Regions from separate parts of the Mus musculus genome. Here regions 1 and 3 are each linked to region 2. The links are chromatin contacts, called in public HiChIP or PLAC-seq and promoter capture Hi-C maps. All regions are on one chromosome and are shown on one strand. The core of a region is the stretch at or near the end of the contact, and the rest is flanking DNA. Distances in the headings are between cores, read along the strand shown.

Region 1 (4,614 bases), core at 1,519-4,018, 200 kb before region 2:
AAACCTGAACGTTATCTCTATGTAGGAGTCCAAAGAGATAGAGTGTAAAAGTCCTAAGCAGGTTACAATGCTGACAAATTAGTTCCTAATTATTTTGCTCGAGGCTCTGCCCATGTTGCATGCAGAGACTGTTTTACCAGGACACTTGGAGAGTTTTGTTGCCTAAACCCATTTAATTTAAAACAAATGGGTCCATGTGATTATCTCAACCACAAGTACGTAACACAATGTGTAATATATTTAAAAGGCAAGAGGAAATTTGGTAATGGAATTTTAAAACTGTTTGAAAGAAAGAAACTTTGGGGAGAAAGAAAAGGAAGAAGGGGATTGGTGACGCCAGCTTGATTATTTTCAAACACCACCACAGCTGGACTTAGATTTGTACAATAAGAGAGCATGAAGCTATAAAAGGCGCCAGCGAGAATCTAAGAGCCGGGATGCCACATGGAAAAATAAAGGACAAGGCTTTAGATGTCCAGAAAAACTGCAAAATTCCCTCACTTTCAATATGCTCCATTTCTCTGTGGGGGAAATGCCCCAACGTCCAGGAAATATCCAAATAGGAACACAGCCTTCGCAGTGAGCACTCATGGAGGTTTGTGTACCTCTCATTCTATATTCTGTTGCTTCCTAAGATGTCTATGTGTCATAGGAACCAAATCCTAAAGTATTAATAAGACCAGTAACCCTCACCGAACCCTGCATATAACCTGAACATTATTCTATGCACCATGGGTTATCTCAGTTTAGCTAAGGTAACCCCGAGACACTGACATTACTACAACCCTGCTCTTCCAGATGACAGAACAGAGATGTACCCCGCCCAGAGTAAAGGCATGCAATCCCGTTCGCAGCCATTGCAAGACTTTCCCTTCCCTGCATGCTAGCTGGATTTTGTGGATGCACTGGGTAGGAAACTGACTTTCAAAGGCCAATCAGTTCTGAATGAATATGCAGTATTTAGTGTTTCAGAACTGTATAAGAAGTCAGAGTCTCTGCAAAGTATGACAACTGGGACTTAAATAATTAGTTTATACATGTGAAGTTTGGCCTGCGGATATAGCTCTGTTGGTAGGGTATATGACTAGCATAATCACAGACCTAGAGTTATTTCCCAGTACGTTATAAACTGGTGTGGTGGTACACACCTCTAATTCCTACACTTGGGAGGTGGAGGCTGGAGGATCAGGCATTCAAGGTCACCCTAAAAACTACGTAAGACCCTTTTAAAAACACGTGTGTAACGTAATACATCTATTTGAAAACCAGTCACATTTCTGAATTGTCACCAGAACGGTAATGGTTTTATTAGGTAGAATACACGAAACTACCCACACCACTACCCTGCACTAGGGAGGCCGAGGCAGGTGGATGGCTATGAGTTTGAGGCCAACCTCAAACAGTGTGAGTGCCAGGACTCCATAGAGAAACCCTGTCTCAAAGAACAGTGAATAAATAAGTCAGTAAATAAACAAATAAATAGAAATTTCTGCTTTCTGTGGTTATATCTAATACTTTCACCACAGTTGAAAACATAAGATTTCCTAGGGATCTAGCCATTTGTCCGTCTATTCAGCAATATTCATTAAGGGTTAACCAATCTGAAACTTATGTCAGTCCTAGGGGCATGGGCCACACACACATGAATCTTGCCCTTAAGAAATTCTGTCTTCAACAGGAGACAGACTAGCATAAAAACAATTGCAATTAGAATCAGATTAATGCAGTCCTGAAGTTCTGCATAAAATATCCAGAAACTGAAAAAGGAATGTGTACATCTTTTGTGAAGACAGGGTGGTCTTCACACAGAGAGGCAAGGCTGAGGGAAGCTCGATGCTATGACCGCGAACAGTGTAAAATGCATCCGAGGGACAAGGCTTTGGAGGATGAAGAACGGCACATACACAGGTGGTGTTGGGACAAGAGCGTGGCTGGAGCAAAACTGCAGACATGTGTTGCTTAATGCTGGGGCTATGCAGAGAAATGTGTCATCAGACAATTTCATCATTGCTGGACTATCACAAAGTTATTATAAACACAAGATACATGTGGCTGCTGCAGGCTGGCCAGCCTTCTGCAGGGCAGTGACACCATTTTTCAATAAGTAGAAGCAAGCGGAAGACTCTAAAGGAACAACAAATCTGGAAATACACAAGCCAGAAGCACAGGCGTTGGCTCGCATGTGCGGCACATAATATGTAACTACATTGCTGTTCCTTTAAACGGCCAGCAACGCAGTCGGTCATTGGCACTAGTACTGTTGTAGACACACAGATAAAGCATTGCATCATGACAGTGTAATGGTTACAGCATTACTATGTAATTGCAAATTTTAAGCTTGACTTTAATCTTCAGGTAGCCACCATCACTCGAAGTATCTGTTCTGGACCAAACTGCCTTTATGCATCATCTAGCTATGAATAGTTTTGAATCTGGGCATGCCACTTAAAAGCTGGATGTCTTATGACAGGTTTCTTCCCATACCAGTGTTTTAATCTGCAAGGTGAAGATAGCAATAATCACTCCATAAAATGATGACTAAGATCAGTCACATAGCATATGTTCCAAGCTCAAGAAAACAGGGTGTGTACGTAGCCACTTAAATTGTGGCTACTTTTAGACTAGTTTTCTGATTTCACTTCCTTGTTAGCCGGCACATACCTAAGCCATTATTGGAGAAGTTTCAGCTAGTTCTCATGAAAACAGTGTGTCCTGTGGTTATAGGGTACAGGTAGTGAAGCTCCCAAAGAGATCTGTGACCTTCGAGGGCCTGTGGCTTTTTGTCAGGCCACAATGTGGTCTTGCATTTTCTCAGAAGTCTACCGTATCTGCTTGTGATCTTGCAAGTGTGTTTGTGACTTTCGAGAACAAAACTTGTCAGCACACAAAAGTTCCCAGATGGCTTTCTCAAGGACTTTTTGAACTCTGCTGTGGTCTTTGATTAGGGCGTTCCCAAGAGATCTGAGAGCAGATTTCGTGTTGCACCTATAAACGTGGCCCATGCAAAATTGAGCAAATCATTGGCCCAGTTCGGTTCCTCGCCTAACTATAGATGGATTGGTGGCAGGGAGATCAACATCGCATCTGATGCCATTGACTGAGCCATGATCCTGGCCTCCGAAGCTCTGCAAACCTCTCAGCAGAGTCTTGGAAAAGAGTAGCCAGATACCGAATGGTGCTCACCTCGAATACATGTCCTTATTGTAGAATCATGCCTATGAAGTTGGTGTCATGCCGTCTTGATCTTTGAGTGGTTTTATTAGCTTCACCCACACGTTGTAATGGATTTGAGATGGCATTTAAGAGCTGCAAAAACTAAGGTCCCGGGCCACAAGCACCCAGTAAAGTCAGCCGTATTAAATAAGGCTTAGTGTAACATGCCTCCCTGACTGGCTGGCTGGCTGGCTGGCTGGCTGGCTGGCTGCGGGGAACAGAGGCTGAAAGGAAGAGCGCCCACGAGTAACCACAGGAGGGAAGGAAGGTTCTGAGTCTACATCTGAGTTACAATGAAAAGTAGGGCTTGGTTATCAGAGTCTCTACTATAAAAACATCAGAGGCCCTGTGGTGAACATGGCAGGCTCTACAAAACCTGAGGGGGTGTTTCCACTTAGGGCCTCAATCCCTTTGTGTTTGTTACTCTGGTTTCAGTATTTTTTTTTTTTTAAAAAAACACTACGTGGCAAGAATCACATTGCTCTGTTGTTCAAAGGGTTAACTGCAGATTCACTTTGGGGTGAAACACTGAGTTGTTCAAGGCCTTGTCCCTGATGGCTGAGTTCTGAGATAACCTTAATACCATGCAAGGCAATAAATAGCAAAGGAGGTGGGGGGAATCCAGTTGTTGTTGTTGTTTTTTTTTTTTTTTTTCACAGCGACTTTCATTGTAAGTATGTCAGATTTTAAAAATGAGGCTCCATAAACCACATCACCACAGAGCCCTGTTGTCCCCCCGTGGGGGTTTGTGGTTCCAAACGCTTGGCCTTTTTGGATGCTGTCTTGCAGTGGGCCTGGGGACCGGTTAGAGTGACTAAAAACAATTCTGGCGCCAGATCACCTTGTGGCTGAGGTGAACTGGCGATCTTGTTCTGAAGTGGTTGAAGCCGCTCACCTCAGGTGCTTTGGAGAGAGAGAGACCTTTGACCTCAACCTCCTCGATGGTCACACACATTCACAGCCATCTTGGCAGCCTGGAACCCCCCCCTCCTGCATGTCCGTGGAAATTCCTAGAAGTGGAAAGGCAAACTCAGCCCCAGGATGTTGGCAGGATCCAGTGTGTTACTAAAAATGGGGCTTCATGGATGGAGACTTAAGATTCTTAAGTGAAGAGAGAGGAGAGAGAGGAGAGAGAGAAAGGAAAATGTATGCAATTATCAGTGACTCCAGAAACTTCAGTTGTTCTGAAATGGTTCATTAGCAAAGATTGAAATCGGGTCACAAGAACGCTGCTTCCCACCACTGAGGGCGAGGGCGAGGGCGAGGGCGAAGCTGATCTCTCTGAAGCCATACTCCTCCCTCCTATCTCAGCCAAGAGTGTCCGTCTCCTGAGGATAGTTAGGAAACTGTTAGAGGGGTTTGGGGTTACAGACTTCATAACCGTTTCTTAATGCCACAGCC
Region 2 (4,437 bases), core at 135-2,634:
AACTCTATCCCCAGTCCCTGAGGCCTTTTACAAATCTCCTGACTTTACTAAGGGCAACCTTTTCTTTCCCACAAAACAACCACTACTTAAAACTGCATCAAAATTTGTCTCCAAAAGTTCCAACCAGCTCACTTTAACTCTGTATTCCCTCTGTATTGAGCTTAACACTAATTTAACAAGCATTTTGATAGATACTAGTTCCCTTTTTCTTTCTTAAAGGTATTTAATGGTTTGGTCTTGTTTGAGACAGGGTCTCTCTAAGTAGCTCTGGCTGTCCTGGAACTCACAGAGATCCAGCCGCCTCTGGTTCTGCCTCCCCAGAGCTGGCTGGCATTAAAGGCTTGTACCAGTGTGCCAGACTTTTCCTTTTTTTTTTTTTTTTTTTTTTTTTTTGTACCACATTCTTCCCACCCCTTACAGACCCATCCTCACTGTGAACATTGAATGTAGTCTCCACAGCATGCAGCTGTCAATACAAGGCCACTCTTCACAGGAGCAAACTTCGAAACAAGTGATAAAACCCAGTATCTTATACACCCAGGAAAACAGAGACTACGTAAAATAGAGCAATGCTGCGGAGGGGGGCGGGGGGGAAGGGAGGGGGCAGTCACCACAAGAAACCTTCCGGCATCTAGGGCTACATAGTGTGATCTGTCTCAAACAAACAAACGAAGTAAACAAATCAAAATAAAAGCCACCTTGCTGCCTGAGAGCGTAGCTCCGTGGTGGAACTTAAGACTGGAACGCACTGGTTAGAAAGACAAAAAACAGGTACGCTGTAACCTTCCGATGGATATTGCTATAAACTCTGAAGTCCTGAGAAGTTTTCCTCTTATGCACAATGATGAATACAACAACCTTTCTGTTTGGAAGCCCAGCCGATATTAACTAAAGCCAGGGAAAGGATAGCAGGGATTTACCCTTTCAGGCTGGAATGGGGCAAGCAGGTGACAAGCGGAAGGGATGTAGGACATTGGGAGAGAGGTCGCCCAGACTCCTCCCCTTCTCAGGAGCCACGATCCAGTTCACAGCTCCTCCGCACAGACCCTCGCCCGTCCGCAGCTGCAGAACCCCAGGCCCCGCAGGCGCCTCGCCGGAAACCAGCGTCGGTCCCCGCATCCCGAGGAAGGGTCAAGGGAGGACGCGTTCCCAAGGCCGCCTCCGGGGCCCAGCCGGCCCAGCCTCCCCCAAAGTGGAGCGACCTGGGAACCCTGAATGAATAGCTCGACAAGGCTGACAGTTATGTTACCTGGATGGAACTCTACAGACGGAAACGGCAGCTGTAGCCATTGCCCTTCGCCCCAACATCGCCTGTCTCAGCGACACTGACATTGAGACCGCCGCCATCTTCCTGTAGGCAAACGCCAGGATGCGAGTACGGATCCCCGCTAGGGACTCACTTCCTCCGTTCTCAAAGCAATGCGGCCGCAGTGAAACAGAGGCATGTTCTGTTTGTTTTCCTTTTGCGATTGAGGACCTAGAAAAGAAATTAAAGTTCTAGCTGAAAGAACTAAAGAGGGAAATGGATGAAAGGACTCAGTGAATGCAAATGATGCCTCTATAGAAAGTAATCCTTGTTAGTAAGGTTGGTCATTTACATTGAGGCTGAGAAGCCCAAAAGAAAACGCTTCGAAAAATGTAAACACCTGTAACTCATAATTTTTCAAAGAACTCGGAATATCTGAGGCTGGGCCCACTGGAAGAGCCGGAGGGCTTCTTGAGTCTTTGAGAAACTAAAGTAGTACTTTCCCAAAGTGTTGCCAGATTCCGTTTGCAAGCCTTCAGAACAGGCTGCACTCAGTTTGATGGTCTGTAGTTATAATAATCATATTTTCCACACTAAAAAGCTAGCCTCGCAAAAAAAAAAAAAGGAAGAAAGAAAGAAAGACCATATGGATTTACATGAAATCTAGTGGGGGCTGGGGATGTAGCTCAGTTGGTAGAGTGCTTGCCTACCTAGCATACAGGTACCAAAGGCTTGGTGATCTGCTCTTATAAGCCTTTGATTTGAGGTTGAGGGTAGAGTATGGAAGGTTGTCACTGGAACTACCAAGCAAACACCTCGCCCCCCCCCCCGCGCCCCACCCGGAAAAGGGGCGGAGCCATCTTGATTATTCTTCCTATCTCCATCATCCCTTCCATTTGTCACCCATTCCATTCCAATGGCCATTAAAAGTAACAAAAAGCAAAGATTATAAACGATAACCAGGTTTAAGTGTCCTATCTAATCGCACCTGGCTCCTCAGTGCTTCAACAAACCTTTTCTTTTCTTTTCTTTTTGTTTCCAAGTCTGCGATGTCAAATCCAGGGACAGGTGTGCAGTTCATCACTGATCTACATTCCTAGCTTCTTTGTTTCTTGTAAGAGACAGTATCTCTCGATGTTATCCAGGCTAGACTTCAACTTACCACCCTCCTTCTTCAGCCTCCAGAGTATTCACAGACCTTTTCATCCACTAATGTCTTCAACGTTGTTTCTCAAACGATACCCCAACACTGATGGGAGAACATTAGTTTTCATATTGATATAGCGTTGGCCTGGGTATTCACAATACCTGTCATGATTCTTTCTTAATGTACTTATTTATGTATGTATGCATACAAATGGGTGCCACGGCACATGTGGAGGTCAGAGAACAGCTTTCAACAGTCAGTTTTCTCATTCTAACTAATGTCATAGGTTTGGTGGCAAGTACTTTACCACTGAGCTGTCTAGCGGAGCCTCTTAGGGTGGTCCTTGGTTGCTCTTTTTGCCTCCATCTTTGAAATGTATTTAGAATTTGATTATGTTCCCTGCCTCTCCTAGTAGGACTCTGATCCAAACCACAGTCCCCCTCTGCAGGGATGTTTGCATTTGCCCAATCTGCTTCAGCTCAGCAATCAAAACTATGGGGTCAGAAGTCACACATTCCCCTCTTTTCTACTAAACACCTTTTCTAGCTCAGCTCATCCTCGGAAAAGCCAGACACCTTATTATAATATTTTTTAAGGCCAATGTAGGGACGAAGATGTAGCTCAGTGGTATGGCATTGGCTTATCGTGGACATATGCCTGAGTTCAGGCCTAACACTGGAAGGGAAAAAGACTCCTGACTTTACTCACTTACTCTGTTAGAACTTACTCTGTTCTCCGTCAGTTGCTATACTCTAAACCCAATAGATATTTCCCAATATACCAGGCATGATTCGGTCTGAAAGACTTTACCTTGGACATTCTCTAGGCCCAGGATGCTTTTCTAGCATCTGGAATACTCTTCTCCCAGTGATCTCCTCTTTCCCTTGCCCCTGCTCTCTGTCTCTGTCCTTCCTCCTATAATTTTCTCACATGTCCCCTTCACTGGGAGGCTCTTTCTAACCTCCAATTTCAATCTCACCCTAGAAATTTCTGTATGAATTTCCAGGCTTCTTTTACTTCTGCTTTGCATTTTGTACGTTGTAGCCGTTTGTGGAAGTTCTATAATATGACCAGGGAGGCAAGAGCAAAAATCCTTTGAGAAATAAGATTGATTTCATTTTTTATGGCTTATTTAATTTTATTGTGCATGCACTGATGTTTTTGCCTGCATGTATGCCTGTGTGAGGGTGTCAGATCCCTTGGAATTGGTTTTATAGACTGTTGTGAGCTGCCGTGTGGGTGCTGAGAATTGAACCCAAGACTGCGAGAACAGCTGAATTCTCAACTGCTGAGCCCTCTCTCCAGCCCCGAAGATCAATTTCCTAGTGGCTTTTCTTACCTCCAGGAAAAATTTGTCTTTTAAATTCTGCAATAAATATTGACCAAATAAAGATTTTTCTTTTTACTTACAATAATTACCAAGCTATATAATTTGATTCTCACTTTTTACCTAAATGTATACCACGGTCCATACTGGACTATCCCGAACACCAATTTATATAACATTGATTTATGACTCTTTCCCGGGGATTATCATTGCTTTTGGGGCAAAGAGAAAAATACCTGATCTTCTCAAAACAGGCTATTTCCGGTCTTCTTCACCAGACTCCTTCCACTCTGCTCACCAGAAGTTTTTCTCTCTTATGCCCCAGTCTTCCATAGGCTGTTGCTCACTGGAGTACTCTTTCTTGCCAATTCCCTCACTATCCCATAGGCCCCCAGATCCTACCTATTACTTTATATCATTGTATAAGGTAGCAACTACATCTCAGACCCTTCCCTACCTCCCTCTTCCTTGTTGATGGAACCTAACACCTACAAAACGAGACCAAAACTGCTGTATACTTGCTTTCCCTGAAGAGATATTGCAGCTAGCACATTACTTGGTCCAGAGCCAGTAGGATCTGAAATCCCTTATGAGAAAAGAAAGGCTTCTTGGGTCAGGGGAAGGTCAAGCAACAAGGGAGATAGAGGAGGAGAAACAGGAGGAGGAGAAGGAACGGAGGAAAGAAGAGGAGGAGGTGGAGGAGGAAGAGGAGGAGAA
Region 3 (4,522 bases), core at 264-2,763, 250 kb before region 2:
TGATATGGGACCCCTGTGAAAGGGTGGTTTGACTCCCAAAGGGGTTGGAACCCACAGGTTGAGAATCCGTGCTGCATACCTTTCTCAGAAGGCAATGGTCGCATCCCTTTTCCCACAGTACTCACAAACAGAGCAGTCATCTTGTCTGTGGTGATACCTCCTGTGGGTATTGAGAAGTCTAAAGCAAGATGGGTAACTTTTAAAGAAAGGGGGGAGGGCTGCCTTCTGTGAAAGAGCTTCCATGGCAATGATATTTGAGATATTTCTAGATGTTCCAACCTTCCCAGCTATCTCTGGAATACTGTGTGCAGAGAAAATTTTCCATGTTTATGAGATATCATTAGCCCAAAGACTAAGATTACAGTAAGGAAATATTAAGTCTGTCTGTCTGTCCTTTTCTCCGTGGCCATTCTCTTCAGTCTTCTCCCCACCCCCTACCCCCAAAAGCCAGATACACATGCAGGAAGGTATACACACCCATGCATACCTTTTAATGACTTTGTTCTTAAACTACGAGACCAATAATTCTAGATTCAGTCTGTGAGCAAATGGGCCTTGCTGCAAGGGGTGTCTAAGAAAGACTTTAGTATTCCCATTTCACAGATGTGAAAATAGATGAATGCGGTGTGTACCAACACAGAGAAAAGAGTTCCAAGGCATAGTGGTCACTCAGTAGTTCAGTAAGAAGCAACTCCCCTGCTGGGAAGCCATCCTTCTCGCTAGCCTCACGTGTAAGTAAGTAGGTAACCTGGAAAAATCACTGCATCCTGACATCCAGTTGGTTAATCCTTTCTCTGTCAATCACTTCCGTGCAAGCTGAATAGACTATAAATTCACATTTCTGGAGCCACATGGTCAAAATAGCACTTTATATTCAGTGTGAAATTCTTAAAATGAAACCCAGCTGGCAGATGGGAGGAAACGGAGAGGGGGAATATTGGGTGTGCAAGGGGTTCGTGGTTCTTCCAGAGAGCTCTTCTATGCTTTGTGCAGATATTGGACTATTTTTAAGCATCTATGATGCAGCACAAATGCGTTTCTTTAACCTGGACTGTGTGTCTCATTTGTAAGGCTTCATAAAAGCCGCGAGAAGCAGAAGCAACCCCTCCCTTCCCATTGTCTTGCCTGCAAAGAAATTTTGCTCATTTAGACAACCGCTTTTCACGTCTTTCATAAGTGCTAGGTAATAAGTTGTGTCTTTTGGTGCTTGAAATAATTCCTTGCCTTAGTAACTTAATTTGTTAGAGTGCGAAGAGCTGTCTCAGCTCCAGTCTCTTTCCACCTCTGTGCTCAGTCTCTTCTCAGTCTCTTCTGCTTCATCGGCCATAGCCTTTGCTTCCCTTAGGCTGGGTGGGAAGTGTCCTGAGGATTGCCAGGTCATCAGCCCTGCCCTGACCAAGCAAACCCCAGCCTAAAGCATGATGCTTTCTGTTACTGTTACTTCCTGGGACTCTCAGTTCCCAGCTGAAGGGCACCAGAGAGCAGCGCAGCCTGTGGCCAGGTTGCTGCAAGTCGGCCATCTGTGGCGACGTATAAGAAGTCAGATACAAGTATTCCAGCAGCTGCAAGAGATTTCAGATTTCCCAGATGTTTGATGAAAACCCTTTTTTCATTTAACTGCTAAGAAACGTGCAACTTATGGGTGTTGTCGGTCTGGATGAAAAGCTGCGAGTCAAATAAAAAAGAATGCATTTCTCAAATACAGATTTCTCCAGAGCCGCTTTTTTTTCTCTCTTTCTCTTTTTACGTGAAAGAGTAGATTAAAAGTGGACACCCAGAGTTTGCAAATCTGTTTCGAAAATCCCAAGTCCTTTATGCTTAAATGGGATAAAGACAAGCTTTCAGATAACTCCTCCTTCGAAGATAACATTTGTGAGCACATAGCCTGATGTATCGCTTTGCGTTAACGGAAGTTTCCATCATATTGGTACCCACCATGCGTGCACTTTTAAAAACTGATACTATGTACAAACAGGTATTTTCTTGTACTGGCATTTGACAGGTTAAAATTTCAAGCCATATCATAGAATCATCACTATGCAAATGGAAATGTCAATATGAGAAGCTTTTAAGGAAATGTGGTCATTTTGAAATAATAGAAAGCACTAAAATCCCCTGTTACCTAAAGAATTCTAAGTGTGGAACATGCTGATGCAAACCATTGGTTTAAAACACACACACACAGCAGTTTTCCTCATTGATATGTGGTCTTTATGGTTCTCTTTCTGTTCCTCGGCTCCCCAAAACAGGCATAAGTTCTAGTTAGAAAGTCCCCTTTCAAGGCCAGGCAGTAGTGGTACACAGCTTTAATCCCAGCACTCAAGAGGCAGAGGCAAGCAGATCTCTGTGAGTTCCAGGACAACCAGGGTTACACAGAGAAACCCTGTCTCAAAAACAAAAGAAAGAAAAGAAAAGAAAAGAAAAGAAAAGAAAAGAAAAGAAAAGAAAAGAAAAGAAAAGAGAAGAGAAGAAAAGACTATTTCAGATTCATTCAGGATAATTAAACGTTTACTAAAGCAGTATTCATCTGTGGGACTGTGTGTGTATGTGTGTGTGTGTGTGTGTGTGTGTGTGTGTGTGTGTGTGTGTGTGTGTTTTAATTCCATGTCCTTGGACTTCCCTCCACCAAAGGATTTGAGGTGACAGACACGAGTATTGATTCTGACAGTGGACATGTTTTCGTATAGCACCCTGAACATCAGACTGCCGCGAGTGTTAATGACTTCCCCTCCGAAAAAGCTTTTGATTCAGACACAAGGAGAAGTGTACTTGGCAGTCCTGAGCTGTGAGCACACGGCAGCCCACTGGCCTCCTCTCAACTGATAGCTGAACAGTTAGTCAAGTGTGGGTGCAACTGAGAGTATGGCGCCCTAAGTTCAATCAGTAACGCCCTGGGTTTCTTCCCCAGCATTGGAGAAAATAGAAAAAGAAAAGAATTAGTTAAAATGGGAAGTTATTTTTAATTTAAACATACAAATAATACTAATGTTTTCCATACTGGGTCAAGGGGTTTTCTTCAGGGTTTGACCACGGATGTGAGCTCTGTGTTCTGTTTCTAATACTGTATAGACCGTGGCCATTCTCCTCTTGTGTTGGGCTTTCTGTCCCTTTAAAATAAAACCAAGAGATAAACATGCTCAAAGCAATCTTCTCTTCCAGTCCTTTATCAGTTTTGGAAAATGTCTTTCTGAAGTCTAATTCAATAGTAGTTTGTTTTTAATGCGTTGGCTTCGTTGCGTTCTTTGAATACCTTCCATTTAATTTTTCATAGAAATAGACATTATCTTCTCAAGTTCATATTTCATCTGCTGGCATCACATTAATTAAGCTACTTAGTGATAAGAGCAAGTATGATTGCCGTGAGAGTCATGAAGCAACTTGGGGAGCAGACACGGTAGAAAAACAGTCTGCCAGTCGTGAGCATCTGCCATGGTTGTGCATGGCCTGTCGAAGCCCATTGTGTGGGAGGCTTCAAGCATCGTCTTGTACTGGGACAATGGAGACTCAGCTCACCCTAGATGATTAAGAGGAAGCTAATCAACAAAGCCTTTATTCTAACTGTGTATTGTTTTTAAATTAACCAAACGTTGTCCTTACCTGCGATGGCTTTGTATTTCGCCGTCCCTCTCTTATTAAATTAGTCACGTGGACGATATCAGTGCCGCACTGCCTTCTTTTCTTTCAAGTCGTCTGACTTGACCTACGCAGTATCTACCAGTCCCTTCCATTACTATGTAAGGCTTGTTCAAAGTCATTTCTGTTGTCCGCTAGCCGGAAGCAGTGACTGTGTGGTAGATGGTAGCCGTTTTCTTGCTGTAGGAGTCACCGTCTGGTTTGGCTTGGCTCTCCTGATATATGTTGATTATTCACTTTGAACAAAAGGGGCCAGAGGGTGGGAACCACCGATGGCTCTACTGCTTGCTCCGCGCTGTCTCCTCTTCCAGTACAGACCCTTAATCCCATCACTTCAGTGGAGATCCTGATGGCCCCTGCCACTCCACAAGACCTGAATTACTCCCATGGCCTTTGTTCTTCGAGTTTTGATTAATGATCTCTCAGCCTTAACATTGTTTTGGTTTTGAGGGCTGGAGTGTTCTTTATTGAGGGGAAGGGGCGATCTCCCTGTGGAATTTGTAGCAATAACACTGGTCTGGACCCACTAGAACCCTCTCCCCCATAGCCTTTCCCCCACATCGTGGCAGCCACTACCATCCCTAGATATTACTGGGCCTCCCCTGAGAATTGTGACTACTCCTCTTTCCATGATTGATAATTAGTGGCTTCAACTAACTGTGAGATGATGAGGACCCCAGGCCACACGAACAATTCTGTGGGACATATAGTCTGGGACTTTTTGTACCTTCCTCGCTGGTGTACTCTTTATGTTTGTTGTGTTGATCTCCAGACTTGGCTTTCACGGGCTTTAAATTGAGTTCAATTGGTCCTATGCAGGGTTTGGGCTAAAATTCATCAGGATGGTATATCACTTAGCTTTTCTTGCCCCATGCTACCTGCAAGCCTC

Evidence for each region. Promoter capture Hi-C pulls out the DNA fragments that hold promoters and counts their contacts. HiChIP or PLAC-seq counts read pairs in DNA pulled down with a chosen protein or histone mark.
Region 1: an H3K4me3 HiChIP or PLAC-seq map of the SCID.adh cell line shows a contact between it and region 2, with 13 read pairs. The contact joins the enhancer-like site here to the promoter of Ndufs4 in region 2. A contact is called at or near these places in 1 of 39 promoter capture datasets (the 3T3-L1 cell line), 1 of 484 Hi-C or Micro-C datasets (nephron progenitors), 6 of 115 datasets of contacts at active chromatin or transcription factors (CD8 T cells, the SCID.adh cell line, embryonic stem cells and 1 more) and 2 of 9 other capture datasets (adipose tissue and pancreatic islet).
Region 3: a contact with region 2 is called in a promoter capture Hi-C map of hippocampal neurons, with 2.1 times the contacts expected there. The contact joins the enhancer-like site here to the promoter of Ndufs4 in region 2. A contact is called at or near these places in 5 of 39 promoter capture datasets (the 3T3-L1 cell line, hippocampal neurons and liver), 4 of 115 datasets of contacts at active chromatin or transcription factors (bone marrow-derived macrophages, embryonic limb bud, embryonic stem cells and 1 more) and 1 of 9 other capture datasets (embryonic stem cells).

What each region holds. Positions count from the first base shown.
Region 1 is chr13:114,186,178-114,190,791 of GRCm38.p6, forward strand. No RefSeq gene overlaps it. Among named protein-coding and RNA genes, the nearest start is that of Gm41072, 21 kb to the right of the region's middle. Within about 2 kb of position 2,769, at least 20 of the 459 cell types and tissues checked have an H3K27ac peak or open chromatin away from gene starts, as enhancers often do. A contact at or near this core is called in CD8 T cells and the SCID.adh cell line, where this site is marked.
Region 2 is chr13:114,386,710-114,391,146 of GRCm38.p6, forward strand. It overlaps Ndufs4 (NADH:ubiquinone oxidoreductase core subunit S4), which reads right to left and starts at 1,385. Exons shown (of 5, transcript NM_010887.2): 1 at 1,250-1,385. The coding sequence starts at 1,347.
Region 3 is chr13:114,138,213-114,142,734 of GRCm38.p6, forward strand. The region is part of intron 4 of Arl15 (ADP-ribosylation factor-like 15); the gene reads left to right. All of the region lies in intron 7 of A430090L17Rik (RIKEN cDNA A430090L17 gene), which reads right to left. Among named protein-coding and RNA genes, the nearest start is that of A430090L17Rik, 11 kb to the right of the region's middle. Within about 2 kb of position 1,514, at least 19 of the 459 cell types and tissues checked have an H3K27ac peak or open chromatin away from gene starts, as enhancers often do. A contact at or near this core is called in hippocampal neurons, where this site is marked.